Regions from separate parts of the Drosophila melanogaster genome. Here region 1 is linked to region 2. A link is a contact called in public Hi-C data. All regions are on one chromosome and are shown on one strand. The core of a region is the stretch at or near the end of the contact, and the rest is flanking DNA. Distances in the headings are between cores, read along the strand shown.

Evidence for each region. Hi-C and Micro-C count contacts between places; a contact is called where the count stands out from the background.
Region 1: a Hi-C map of the Kc167 cell line shows a contact between it and region 2, with 2.2 times the contacts expected there. A contact is called at or near these places in 4 of 107 Hi-C or Micro-C datasets (the Kc167 cell line and the S2 cell line).

Annotation. Positions count from the first base shown.
Region 1 is chr3R:16,440,663-16,447,196 of dm6, reverse strand. It overlaps CG14882, which reads right to left and starts at 3,990. Exons shown (of 2, transcript NM_001275708.1): 1 at 3,820-3,990; 2 at 2,187-3,769. The coding sequence starts at 3,909. The coding sequence ends at 2,495. Ttc1 (Tetratricopeptide repeat domain 1) reads left to right here and starts at 4,190. Exons shown (of 2, transcript NM_001275707.1): 1 at 4,190-4,794; 2 at 4,849-5,354. The coding sequence starts at 4,280. The coding sequence ends at 5,125. It overlaps ema (endosomal maturation defective), which reads left to right and starts at 5,536. Exons shown (of 11, transcript NM_142285.2): 1 at 5,536-5,984; 2 at 6,038-6,177; 3 at 6,241-6,389; 4 at 6,447-6,534. The coding sequence starts at 5,779. It overlaps Pak3 (Pak3,), which reads left to right. Exons shown (of 2, transcript NM_169719.3): 2 at 63-2,190.
Region 2 is chr3R:15,852,207-15,858,627 of dm6, reverse strand. cv-d (crossveinless d) reads left to right here and starts at 5,047. Exons shown (of 15, transcript NM_169676.2): 1 at 5,047-5,350; 2 at 5,701-5,900. The coding sequence starts at 5,320. Hmt-1 (Heavy metal tolerance factor 1) reads left to right here and starts at 1,158. Exons shown (of 6, transcript NM_142246.3): 1 at 1,158-1,298; 2 at 1,675-1,990; 3 at 2,046-2,245; 4 at 2,306-2,631; 5 at 2,695-3,099; 6 at 3,163-4,760. The coding sequence starts at 1,691. The coding sequence ends at 4,532. It overlaps CG31183, which reads left to right. Exons shown (of 9, transcript NM_001300413.1): 9 at 1-757. The coding sequence ends at 297.

The DNA.
Region 1 (6,534 bases), core at 2,741-5,240, 590 kb before region 2:
AAACCGAGCTGAATACCTAACAACAATAAGTAATCATAGGATTTTATCTCTTCTTTTTGCAGCACGAGTCAGCGAGGACAGAGAGATGAGCAGGGGCCGAAAAACTCGAAGGAAACCGTCGCCAAACCGTGGATCCATATCGCATCGCTCGAGCAGTTCATCGATGGCAGGGGGGCGGGGTTATCGCTTAGATTAGATTGTCCTATGGCAAATTAGCTTACTTCAACAACGCACACAAACACGCACATATGATATACATAGATACTGTATTATTAAATGTAGGGACATAAGTTTGATTACTCTTTATATACCCGTATATATACATAATTGTGATTTAAGCGATTTTATCAAATCAGCATTATGCGACTCTTTATAAAATTCGTCGTAGTCAGTAAGTGCAAACGAACCCTAACAGAGAACATGCAATACTTGTTGTACATTACCAAAAAACAAAAAAAAAAAATCAAAACAAAACGAAGGCGATAGATATAGCAAGTCGAAATGAGTGTAACAAGTGCCATTAGGACTAGAGCTAGCAGCAGCAAGCGACACACAGCAAGATTATCTCCACAATTTATGCATTTCCCATAGAATACAGATATCGATGCAACAGATAACTAATTAGAGCCAGCTAGACAGAGCTTGTATGTATATTAGCTGATATTCGCAGTGTGGACGGGATTGAGGGATAAATGTTCGATATTCCATTTTAATTAGTACAAACGTAAGACTAACCAAACGCCACAAAAGAACAGATTAAAGTAGATTCCCTTGTTCCTTCCTTGGAGATATTTGCCATACGCACAAAGAAAATTGTAATTCTATACAAGCCCCTATCACAATAGAGATGTTATTTAACGCCGTAATGTGTGTGTCAAAGCTAAAGTGAAATATTGAAATATTGTCCCTAGAAAGACTATATAGATCATATAGAAGTGGTATACGTACACTAAACCTACTCCCAACGGGAATCATAAGCAATGCCAATTGCCGAAGAGAATATATTGAAGAAGGTTTAAACTACCTATTTTTCCATTATCCTCTCAGTTCGATATTTTATGCTATTTCCCACCACCACAAGTTCTATTCGAAAAGTATATCTGTGGGCTAGTCGCCAGACTACAGATATTTTACGAAAACACAACGAAGGCGAATGAAAAAAGGAGTGCATTCAAGGATCTTTCGCCAGCCGGTGTTAGCTTTTTTATCTGTTATATATACACTTACCGATAGGGATTATATTTTACTTGCAATTTTGATATTAATAGGGAAAATGGATTGCTGCTGCTGCAGATCGGTTCATAGTTAAATTTTATATACGAAATGAAATCCCAATATTTGGCCTACAATTATGCATTCATAATTTTTAAAGAGCTTAATTATTAATCGAAAATATACTTGATTTTCTTAGTTTAGCTTAAATGAGTATTAGGCAAGGCAACGAACGGATAGTATTTTGGGGCAGTAGAAACGGGGTTAGATTGCCTTTTTGGAAACCGAAACATACCCGACATTACATATTCGCAAACGCATTTAAGACGAACGCAAAATTTGCAATTAAAAACGTAAATGTAAAATGGAACTTAAGTCTTGAAACCAAACAAAGAACAACATAAAGTAGCATAATTTTTTATACGCAACTTTTATTGCAAATGTAAAGGGACGAATAGGAGAAAGAAGAAGCTGACATCAATTTTGATCGATTCGTAATTATATTAGTATACACTAAAAGAATTGGCTCTATTTCAATTAAACTTAAACGTAGATAAAATACAAAATGCATATTATTGTGCAAGGTCAAAACGACTTGCCAAAATAAACGTAAACAGTATAATAAATAAAAAGATCTAGATATTTAGAGAAGCGGAGAAACAATAACGATACATTAGCGCTTTACCAATCGGTTAAATTCAAAGAGCAAACCCTACTATACGTTTTATGTTTTATGTGTGCACGTTTAATTTGCTTGAAACCTAAGTCGTAATCTATATTCTACCATTATTTAGATATATTTTGCAATTTACCACTTAAGTCAATTTTATACACAGACCCAAATCCATTTAGTACACGTAGTCGTCCCCATCCACTTCGATCATTGAAGATGGCCCTCACAATTGTATGTATTTAGTTTACCTTGCACTGTAATTTTTATTTTGTGTTGTTAAATATATCGTTATTTACTTATTCGACCAAAGCTTTCTGTTTTATAATTATTTACATTGAGGCTGCAGTTAAAATAATAGCAATTGATTTACAAACATCTGAGTGCAAATACTTGCATACATTAGCTACTCAAATGAGCAGTGGAAGTGGTTCCTTTGCTACACTTATTTTCAATTATGAAAATAAACGACCTTAACCGTACGTAAAAACAACAAACACACTAAAAATTCAAATTTTCTGTAAGAGTTACAAACGACTAATATATTAAGGTATTTATTTATAGGGCTTAATTAATGAAGCTTTTATTTTGACTGCACCTAAGACTTGTCCATTACAGCCAAACATCCTCGCGGTATTTGTCCTGCTTCCTCAGTTTTTTTAACAGCTGCGAAGCTTCTTCTTCAGTGAGATGCATAGCCTTCTGCAAGCAACGACTTAAAACACCTGCAATGGACTGCGAAATCTTGGCGCCATCGGCACAAATGTACAACACAGTCTCTGACTTCATCAGGAACTCGACCAGATCCTCACAGTCCTCCTCCAACATATGTTGCACGTAGCTGGGGGATTCGCCTCGCGAGTAACACATCCGTAGGCGCTCGAGCAACGAAGATTCCTGCCACTCCATTAGTTTTTCACGCTTAAGAACTGCTTCTGGGGTCTTGGCACCAATGTAGAGCCAGGATTGCCCGCTTGGCTGTTGCGGCTGCTGTTTTATAAGCTCTTCCTTGTGGGCTAAGAATCCAAGAAAAGGCGCCAGACCTGTGCCAACAGCAATAAGTATTTGGTTTCTGCCCACATCCCGCTCTGTGTAACGGAATAGGTTGCTCATTCGTGGGTAGATAACTACTTTTTTGGAATGCTCCGGACTGCTTTGCTGTGCAGCCGCCTCCAACATGCTGGTTGTGACTCCAGGTTTGAGGCTGAGCAGCGAGTAGATAACGCGAAGTTCGCGATTACTAGCCTCCAAGGGACTGTTGGCAATGGAGTACGGTCGCGGCAGCAGCCGTGGCAAGTGCTCTGCCAGGAATGCCAGTGGTGGCCTGCAGTTGACGCACACTTCAAGAATGTCTATGAAAAGCAGGCCTTGCTCTAATATCAGCGATTGGTAGTACTCGGTGGCCTGTTTAGAGGACAGACAGGACAGGAAACAACGCTCTTTGTCATCGCTTGTAAATCCGGCCAGGGCGCTGAGGAGCTGCTTCTGCGGAACAAAATTAAGGGAGAGGCAGTGGGTAAGGATCTCCCGGGGAGTAGTAGTTGCTGGAATGTGGGCGGGTAGCTTAGCATTCTTATTGGCGCAGTTGAACACCAACTTTAAGTGGCAAGTGGTGTCGGCCTGGTCTAACAGTTCCAGCCGATGGAGCAGACTTTCCACTTGTTCGAGTTTATTAGCAGGCAAAATTCCAATGGTATCCCCGGGCTGGTAATCGAACGTGGACTCCAGAGTCAGCTCCACCACGCGTTTTGTCTCTGTAGCCTTATCAGCAGACACGAGCACCTTGCTCTCCTTTATCTCCACTGAACTTGGCTGGAAATCAGGGCGGGCGAATGGGAACTTTAAAATATCGCAGCATTTAAGTTGGCCGCATGTTTCGGTGGGTCTCTACAAAGATAGGCTTGAAAAGGCTATTCTCACGGTAGCTCCTAACTCACCTGCTCTTCGTCCGTGAAACACAACTCCAGATTACCGACCAGCGGCTTGGCGGGGATGTATTCACTCAATTTATAAGCTCCTAAGTCCATTTTTCCCGTATTTACCAATTCGCATGGGCAGCAGTCAAATCGTTAACAAGCGGTAGTGTTGGAAAGAGTTTATTTACAGCTTCCCTTATCAAGGGAAGCTGTAAAAGATTAAATGTTTATTTTAAATTGGTCTTCATCTTTGCCAAATACAACATTAAGGATTATCCTTAAATTATTTGTTTTAAAAATTATCTGTACCTAACATTTCTTAGCTTGGGAAGGTACCTAATCAGAAACCTACCTTTGTCAACACTGTACGACATCGGTGTTATCGATATGCACAGTTATCGTTAGCATGAGGAGCTTTATTTGTTGCTGAACAACAAACCGAAATCTCCAGTAAATTCGGTAAGGATCAATTTTAAAAAGAATGGCAGGCAACGCCAACAGTGACGACGAATTCCATGATGCGATCGGGGAGGAGATAACCGAAAAAGAGGCCACCAGCACGCGGCAGAGCGAAAAGGACGTGGATGAGATCGTGGAGAAGCAAAACCAGCTGGCGTTGGATGACGAAGCGGAACAGGGCGCGGCTGGTGGAGATTCCATCGCGACACCAACGACAGTGGACTCTGAGCTAACCATTGAGGAGTTGCGCGAACGGGAGAAGGATCTCAGCCCAGAGCAGCTGACAGCTAACAAAGAAAAGGCCGATAAGCTGAAAGTTGAGGGCAACGAGTTGTTCAAAAATGACGACGCCGAAGGCGCCGCCAAGACCTACACAGAAGCCTTAGACATTTGCCCCTCGGCCAGCTCCAAGGAGCGAGCAGTTCTCTACGGAAACAGGGCTGCTGCCAAGATTAAGCTGGAGGCCAACAAAGCGGCCATCGACGACTGCACAAAGGCTATAGAACTGTGGCCGGAGTATGTGAGGGTGCTTTTAAGGTCTTTATTTTAATATCTCCCTTAAAATTTCTAAAGTCTAATTACATCTTACAGGCGCGCCAAGCTCTATGAGCAAGAAGACAAGCCCGACGAGGCTCTGGAGGACTACAAAAAAGTTACTGAGATCGATCCCGGTCAGCAGGAGGCTCGCGAGGCTCAGATTCGGCTGCCGCCAATTATAAACGAGCGCAACGAGAAGCTCAAAAACGAGATGATGTCCAGCTTAAAGGACCTGGGCAACATGATACTCAAACCGTTCGGACTGTCTACACAGAATTTCCAAATGCAACAGGATCCCAACACGGGCTCGTATTCCATCAACTTTAAATAAAAACCTAGCTAGCTAATGCTCTGCAGATCAACAAATAAAGCCGTATTCGTGGATGATGTGTAAAATAATAGTCAAACTGTAGCAAAACGTATCAAATTCAGTTCTCGTACATTTTCACCTCTGTAGAATATGCAAATGTGAACCCATTTTCATAACAAACGGTACCAAAAAAATCCATTAATTATATTTAATGTAAAATGCATGGTGTGATATGCTATTAATATATGAGGTTTGTTCCAAATTTTACTGTCTGGTTTTACAAAATTCAAACGGTTCTTTTGAGAGGTTTTTAAAAGTCGTGAACCAGTCGCAGTTCTCATGCAATCACAACAAAATAGCCACTTGTCATCTCTGTTACTTCGATACCGATAACCATAAATATGGGCGGAAGCAACAGCTGACTGTGACACTTGTGTTCCCCGTGAAGAAGAAGAGCAATTTGTTGGAAAAAATCGCCATTCGCAAATTACAATATTAGATTCGTGCAATCGCAGGCATTAGGTGCCCCCTTATTGTGGGCCAACCCAGTGGCGTGACCGTGAGCAGTAGTGCATGCAAAGATCCAAGAGAACAGCGCTCCCGCACTCCTCCTTACCCTGATATGAGAGCAGTCAGGCGGATCGTGGCCAGTTGATTCCATCCTAGTTGCCAACATGTTCCGGAGTCGCAGCTGGTTTGGCGGACCCTGGGGTGGGCGGCCCAAAAACCGCTTGTCGCTGGAGCACCTTAAGTACCTGTACAGCATTCTGGAGAAGAACACCACCGTGTCGGAAAGTAATCGTGGCCTGCTGGTGGAGTCGCTGCGCTGCATCGCAGAGATCCTGATTTGGGGCGACCAGCATGACTCGCTGGTGTTTGAGTGAGTATTAAGCATCTCAATGTAATAAACCTTAATCTAATTATTTGCAACAGCTTCTTCTTGGAGAAGAATATGCTATCGTATTTCCTGCACATAATGCGACAAAAGAGTGGAGGCTCGAGTTTCGTCTGCGTGCAGCTCCTTCAGACTCTCAACATCCTCTTTGAGAACATACGCAACGAGACGTCCCTGTGTAAGTACAATTTTCAACAGTTTCTATAATACAGTAGACGTAATCATTCCTATGACGTTGCAGATTATCTGTTGAGCAACAACCATGTAAATTCTATCATGGTGCACAAGTTTGACTTCTCCGACGAGGATGTGATGGGCTATTATATACTTTTTTTAAAGACGCTAAGTCTAAAGTTAAACACTCACACAATACACTTCTTTTACAATGAGGTTTGCATTGCCTAAAACACATATTTACATCCATTTAATGTGACATATTCCTTACAGCACACAAATGACTTTCCCTTGTATACAGAGGCTATTAAGTTCTTTAATCATCCCGAGTCAATGGTGAGAATTGCAGTGCGCACCATTT
Region 2 (6,421 bases), core at 3,798-6,297:
AGGAGTGAGGCCAATGCCTCCCCAGGCCCCGAAACGGGCAGCATGGGCAGTGGGCAGCTGAGGATCAAGTTTGCTGAAGGAGACGAGACCCCACTGCTGCCCACACCGCCGCCGCTGGCTGCTCCTCCACCGATTCCACAGATGGTGGCCGCCAGTCCGCAACGGAGCGGCAGTGGCCAGAACATTCCGGCGGACAGCAGCCACTACGGCTTCCTGGTGAAGAGCTACAAGCAGCAGTGCCCACCGGTGGCGGGCAGTGCCGTCACCCAGCCACTGCTGGCCAAGATCAACTCATAGCTGTATGGGGGGGAGTCGACTCCCTCTTCACTGTAATCATATGCATATTAAATGTACTTGTTTGTGATAATAAGTTAAACCCAAGTTGAACAAGTTAGTGGTTAGTCAATAGTCGACCGAATCAAATTCGAAATTCGTACGGGAAATCTTCTAAAATGTTTCCTAGGTTTTAATCGCCCCATCCCCTTACTCATAAGTAGCGAATTTTATATTTAACCAAACCTCAAATTAAACAAAAATAAAAACAAAAAAGGCAACTCTAGATGTAAATAGAAACTTACTCCCAATCAATTTGTTCCTTGTGCTTTGAATATTCATTCTCTACAAACTCAAAAACTTAGCTTAGTTATTACCTAAGGTTAAGCGTAGACAATTTGTGAAAATTTCTTGAATGTAAAGTATTAGATGAACATTGAATATTTATTTTGAGAATTGACGAATAAAGAAATCTATATAATCTGTATATTTTACCCGCAGTATGTCGAAATAGGGTTTTAAAAACAAGGAATATTGAAATAATCACAATTTCTGATAAGATGGTGTGTTGAAAACCAGGAATGGTAAAGTAATCGCAAATTCTGATAAGAAAATGGTTTGAAAACTGGGCGCCAAGCTGAAAACCAGGGCTGAAAGCTAGCGTGACCGTTTCCAGAAAATTTGTTACCTTCAATTTGATAAGAGAATTACTTTAAACCTTTGATAGCTTAAAATTAAATCACTTAAACAAACTCTCCCTGAATTTATTATAGCAATCGAAAATGTTATATATTAAGCTATGTTCATTTAAATGAATCTCACCTGTTTCCACTGTACAATGTGTATGTGGTATGTTGTGTGTAAGCAGAAACGGCCATACCGAACCCTTGGGTCAAAATTATTTATGTTGATCGTAGTTGGTGGTGATTGGGTCGGAGTTGCCCGCCAGTTGTCCATTAGTTGAGTTATCACCTGTCACACGACTGATTGCGGTGTTTCCACCAGATCGCGACTTCTTATAGCGGGTAAGAGGGGAGCACTAGACCCGCCGGCGAATCGAGCATACGCAACATTGCATAATTTAGCATATCCAATGGGCTGGATGAGTTGCAGTTTCCACGGTTGCCGGACTCCAGGGTATTTCGGATCTCTTGGTGCCGTGCTGCAAGGGCACCAATTATCAATTCACAATCTGCACTCCGCTTACCCGGAGGAAAAAAATAGTGATTTCCCCTTTGGGGGCGTCTGATAATTTGGGTGAATAATTGCGAAATTGCCGCCAGCCCATAAAACAAAGCAATTGTGTTCACCGAGCTGTTTCCCAGTGACAGCTCCACTTTATCTGGCACGTTTCTATCAGAGCTTATCGTTCCGCAATTGCCTTTCCTCGTCGCCGCGCAGGTACACCGACTTCACCATGCTGTACTGCCCGCCCAACGTGACCCTCAGCGAGGTGTGGACGCAGCATGGCATCTCGCATTGCTTCATGGACACCGTGGGACCGGCGGTATACGGTGGATTCCTTCTGCTCTTCGGCAGCATTCAGTTGCTGATGTACCGGAAGTATGCCACCAGGATTACGGATCCCACGCAAATCTCCAAGTCACGACTGTTCGCGATGCAACTCTTTCTGTTGCTCCTGCTCCCGGTTTTGGCTCTATTGCGGTTTCTGATGAATGCACGTATTTATCCAGATAGTGCGGTGTACGGCTATATGGTAAGTATGAAAATGATCAAGAAGAAACAATTACTGATCGAAATCTTTTCTGCAGATCTTCTCCACTTGCGTTGTGTGCTTCTCCTACCCGTTCAGCATCTGTTTGATACTCAAGGAGCGCTACTACCAGCTGCCCTCAATGCCCACCCGAGGACATGGACTTGTTCTATTGCTATTCTGGACGTTGGCTTTCATTAACGAGTCGCTGGCCTTCATAAATTTGCGCCACGAGGACTGGTGGTTCCACCTAAAAACGTAAGTAATGCAAACGGCTGTAAAACGGATAATCTATAGTACCGCCTTTACTACTCGCAGGAACAAGGATCAAATTGAGATGGGCTTGTTTGTCACCCGGTTCCTGTGCTCCCTGCTCATCTTCGTTTTGGGTCTGAAAGCTCCTGGCATCATGGCCCCGTACAATCCACATCAGCGGCTGGACAATGATACCGCCAACGAATCGCAGGGAAACGTGCAGACAGGATCTGCTTTCAGGAACGGATGGCGCAAGCTGCGCACCGTCTTTCCGTACCTCTGGCCTAAAAAGAATATTGCTCTGCAGATAGCCGTCATCGTTTGCATTATACTGCTGCTTGCCGGTCGAGTCATAAAGCTGTTTTTGCCGATTTATCGCAAGAAGTTGGGTAGGTCAAGAATTATGAACGTAATTCGTTAAGTAATTCATTGCTAATCTCCTGTTTCGACAGTTGACAGTCTTACCATTGCACCGATCGTCTTTCGCTGGGACTTTGTGCTGATCTATGTGGCATTGTCCTTCCTCCAGGGTGGCGGCACTGGTAGCATGGGATTATTTAATAACCTTCGCACCTTCCTCTGGATACGGGTTCAACAGTACACGACCCGGGAGATCGAGATTGAGCTGTTCCGGCATCTGCACCAGCTTTCGCTTAGATGGCACTTGCAACGCAAAACGGGAGAGGTGTTGCGTGTCATGGATCGCGGCACGGACTCGATCAACAACCTCCTCAACTATATTGTCTTCTCGATCGCACCAACCATTCTCGATCTACTCGTTGCCGTGGCATACTTTGTTTACGCCTTCAATTGGTGGTTTGGCCTAATCGTCTTCCTCACCATGTTCCTGTATATAGGTAAGTGATAAAAATTATTCGATTAATTCCATTCGTATTTCAAAATATCCTTCCGTTTTACAGCCTCTACCATTGCAATCACTGAATGGAGAACCAAGTACCAGAGGAGAATGAACCTGGCGGACAATGAGCAGCGAGCTCGCAGCGTGGACTCCCTTCTCAATTTCGAAACAGTCAAGTACTACGGAGCGGAGCACTACGAGGTGGATTGCTACAGGGAGGCCATTCTCAAGTACCAAAAGGAAGAGTTCCTCTCAATGCTGACACTCAACATGCTGAACACAGCCCAGAATATTATTTTGTGCTTGGGCCTACTGGCCGGATCGCTGCTCTGTGTATACTTGGTAGTTCACCATCAAACCCTCACCGTGGGCGATTTTGTGCTCTTCTCCACCTATCTGATGGAATTGTACATGCCACTGAATTGGTTCGGCACCTATTACCGAGCCATACAGAAGAACTTCGTGGACATGGAGAACATGTTCGATCTGCTGAAAGAGGAGGAAGAGATTGTGGATGCCCCAGGCTGTTCGCCCCTTCTAACTGCCGGCGGTGGCATTGAGTTCTCAAACGTGACCTTTGGCTATTCACCGGAGAAGATAGTGCTGCGCAATGTGAGCTTCACAGTTCCGGCCGGTAAGACGGTAGCGATTGTTGGACCCTCTGGAGCCGGTAAGAGCACCATCATGCGGCTGCTTTTCCGCTTTTACGATGTGCAGACTGGTGCTATCCTGATTGACGGACAAAACATCAAGCTTGTGCAGCAGCAGAGTCTGCGAAAGGCCATTGGAGTGGTGCCCCAGGATACGGTTCTCTTTAACAACACCATCTTCTACAACATTGAATATGCCAAGTTGGGCGCTTCGGACGAAGCTGTCTATGAGGCTGCTCGCGCCGCCGACATTCACGAAAGGATTCTCGGCTTTCCGGAGAAATATGAGACAAAGGTGGGCGAACGAGGTCTGCGGCTCAGTGGAGGTGAAAAGCAACGCGTAGCCATCGCCAGAACGCTTCTTAAGGCGCCCATTATTGTGCTCCTGGATGAAGCCACCTCAGCTTTGGACACCCACACAGAACGCAATATTCAGGCTGCTTTGGCCAGGGTGTGCGCAAATCGTACCACCATCATTGTTGCCCATCGTCTTTCCACCATCATCCATGCGGACGAGATTCTGGTCCTGCAGCAGGGAAGCATAGCGGAGCGTGGGCGACACGAAGAGCTTGTGCTGCGCGAAGATGGCATCTACGCGGACATGTGGCAACAGCAACTCAAGAATCTAGATGCAGAACAGAGTGGTGGTTCTGATAACGGAGACGCTAGTGCAGAATCGGGATCGGAGAAACGCAGGGCAGGAGGAGCAGGAGGACCAAGTGGTACTGGAACGGGTGGTGCCCACTTCAGGGCAGGACATGCTCATGGGGGAGCACGCTAGCCTTAAGTGACATACAGAGTAGTTTCTGATATTCCTGATTCCATGTGATTTGTGGTGTATTGTTATACGTATGAGAGCAGCTCGTCAAAGTCTTAGTTCGTCTATAAGTAACCTTATATGCTACTCTTATACTAATAAATAACGTAGATTTTTATAGACAATCCGCGAGATTTAATATAATTTAAATGTGTCTGGTACCAAATAAATAGCGCAATATTGTGTATTTCTAGTCCTTATTAAATTATTAAGTCTTGAAGGGATACGAAATTGTCCTTGGGAATATTGTAAGATAATGTTATGCAAGATATCTTAAAATCCTCTAAACAGAATGTATCAGATTTGAGAATCCGTTTTCTGGTCCGTAAGACGTTGTTCCAGTGGACGCGGCAAAAATCTATTTATAGGACATTTCCCAAGAGATCGTAAGAGAGCCCAGCTGCCAAGCTGCTCTTCGCAGCATGATTCTTATCAACGAAACCTCCAGCAAGGCCAACCATCCGGCTGTTATGTCCGCTCAGTTTGAGCTTGGATCGCGAACAGAGCGGACGTGTCGAGCTGTGATCCGGGAATTAGACGCGTTGGCGATAAAGGAGGAAAAGCGTCGGCTTCTTTGAAAAATCTGATAATATACAGTCGCGTTGATATATATATTATATATAATATATATACATATATTCACTGATACTACATTGAGAAATCTGTGCGCGAAGTGAAAAGCGTCGGAAGATCTGTGGAAAAGCGAGTGCCACGACCTCGGAAGGAAGTAGCTAGTAGCAAGTAGCAGGCCATGAGGCTACTCAAGTGTTCCGTGTTTGTGTGTACGTGAGAGTAACCTAGTTGATAATCCCAACTGTATCAGAAACTAATAAAAGAATATGACGTAATTATTCATTGACGAGGCGCGCATCAAAAAGAAACCTAGAAGCAACATTGATTAAAGCGTTTTGCGATCATTCAAATATGTTTATATATATTATATATACACATGCACATTTAGTATATATCTATATATATATATATATAAGAAATTCAATTGATAATTGAAGAGTTTATTGCCCGTCCGCGCGAATGCGACATAGATGGCGGGAGGGATGGATGAACACGAGCGGATGGGAGGAGCATCCATCGAATTGAAGTTCAATTTCCCATTTATCTATTTATCCGGCAGATCTGTTCCTGATCTTCGATGCCGGCCATGCCTTCAGCATCATTGGCCTCAACAAACAGATGCTCTACGAGTACGAGGGCAATGTCCTGGTGGGTGCAAAGCCCCAGGACGAGGGCCACCAGGCGCCACCCACCACCGGATGGATTGTGCGGGGCAAGCTGACGCTCCAGCGGCAAAGCGAGCTGGTCTTGGCTGCGGCGGTAAGTTGTCTAGGATCAGTTCCAGTTTCGGAGATGTTTCAGTTGATCTCCGGCAAGCGTTTCTCAATATTATTTTTGTTTATACAAATCGATCCATACTAGTATTTACTCATACTTCTTGTATGTAGAAGAATGTGTATATCAATTGGAAATCGGTGAAAAATCAAATCAATTTATTGATTTCATTATCAATTTATACGATCCAATCGGCGCATTCTATAGCCCCCATTCCCATATTCCACTTCCCATTCCCCATCACCATCTGCAGCGCGACTTCTTGTCAGCCTCCGCAGACGAAGAAGAATTCGCAGATGAATTAAAGACAATTTAACCATTCACTGAGCGGTAGCGACTCTGGAAAAGATCGGAGCGGATTCGCCACAATAAACTGAACTCGGTTGTGAACTTCTTTCATTGAGCCCCCACAGATAATGCCATTCCCTTTTGTTAATCAGCTCTGATTGTTTTGACTGAGAGTGACTCTCTAGGAGTAGAGAGTCCCTCGCTTATCAGTGATCAGG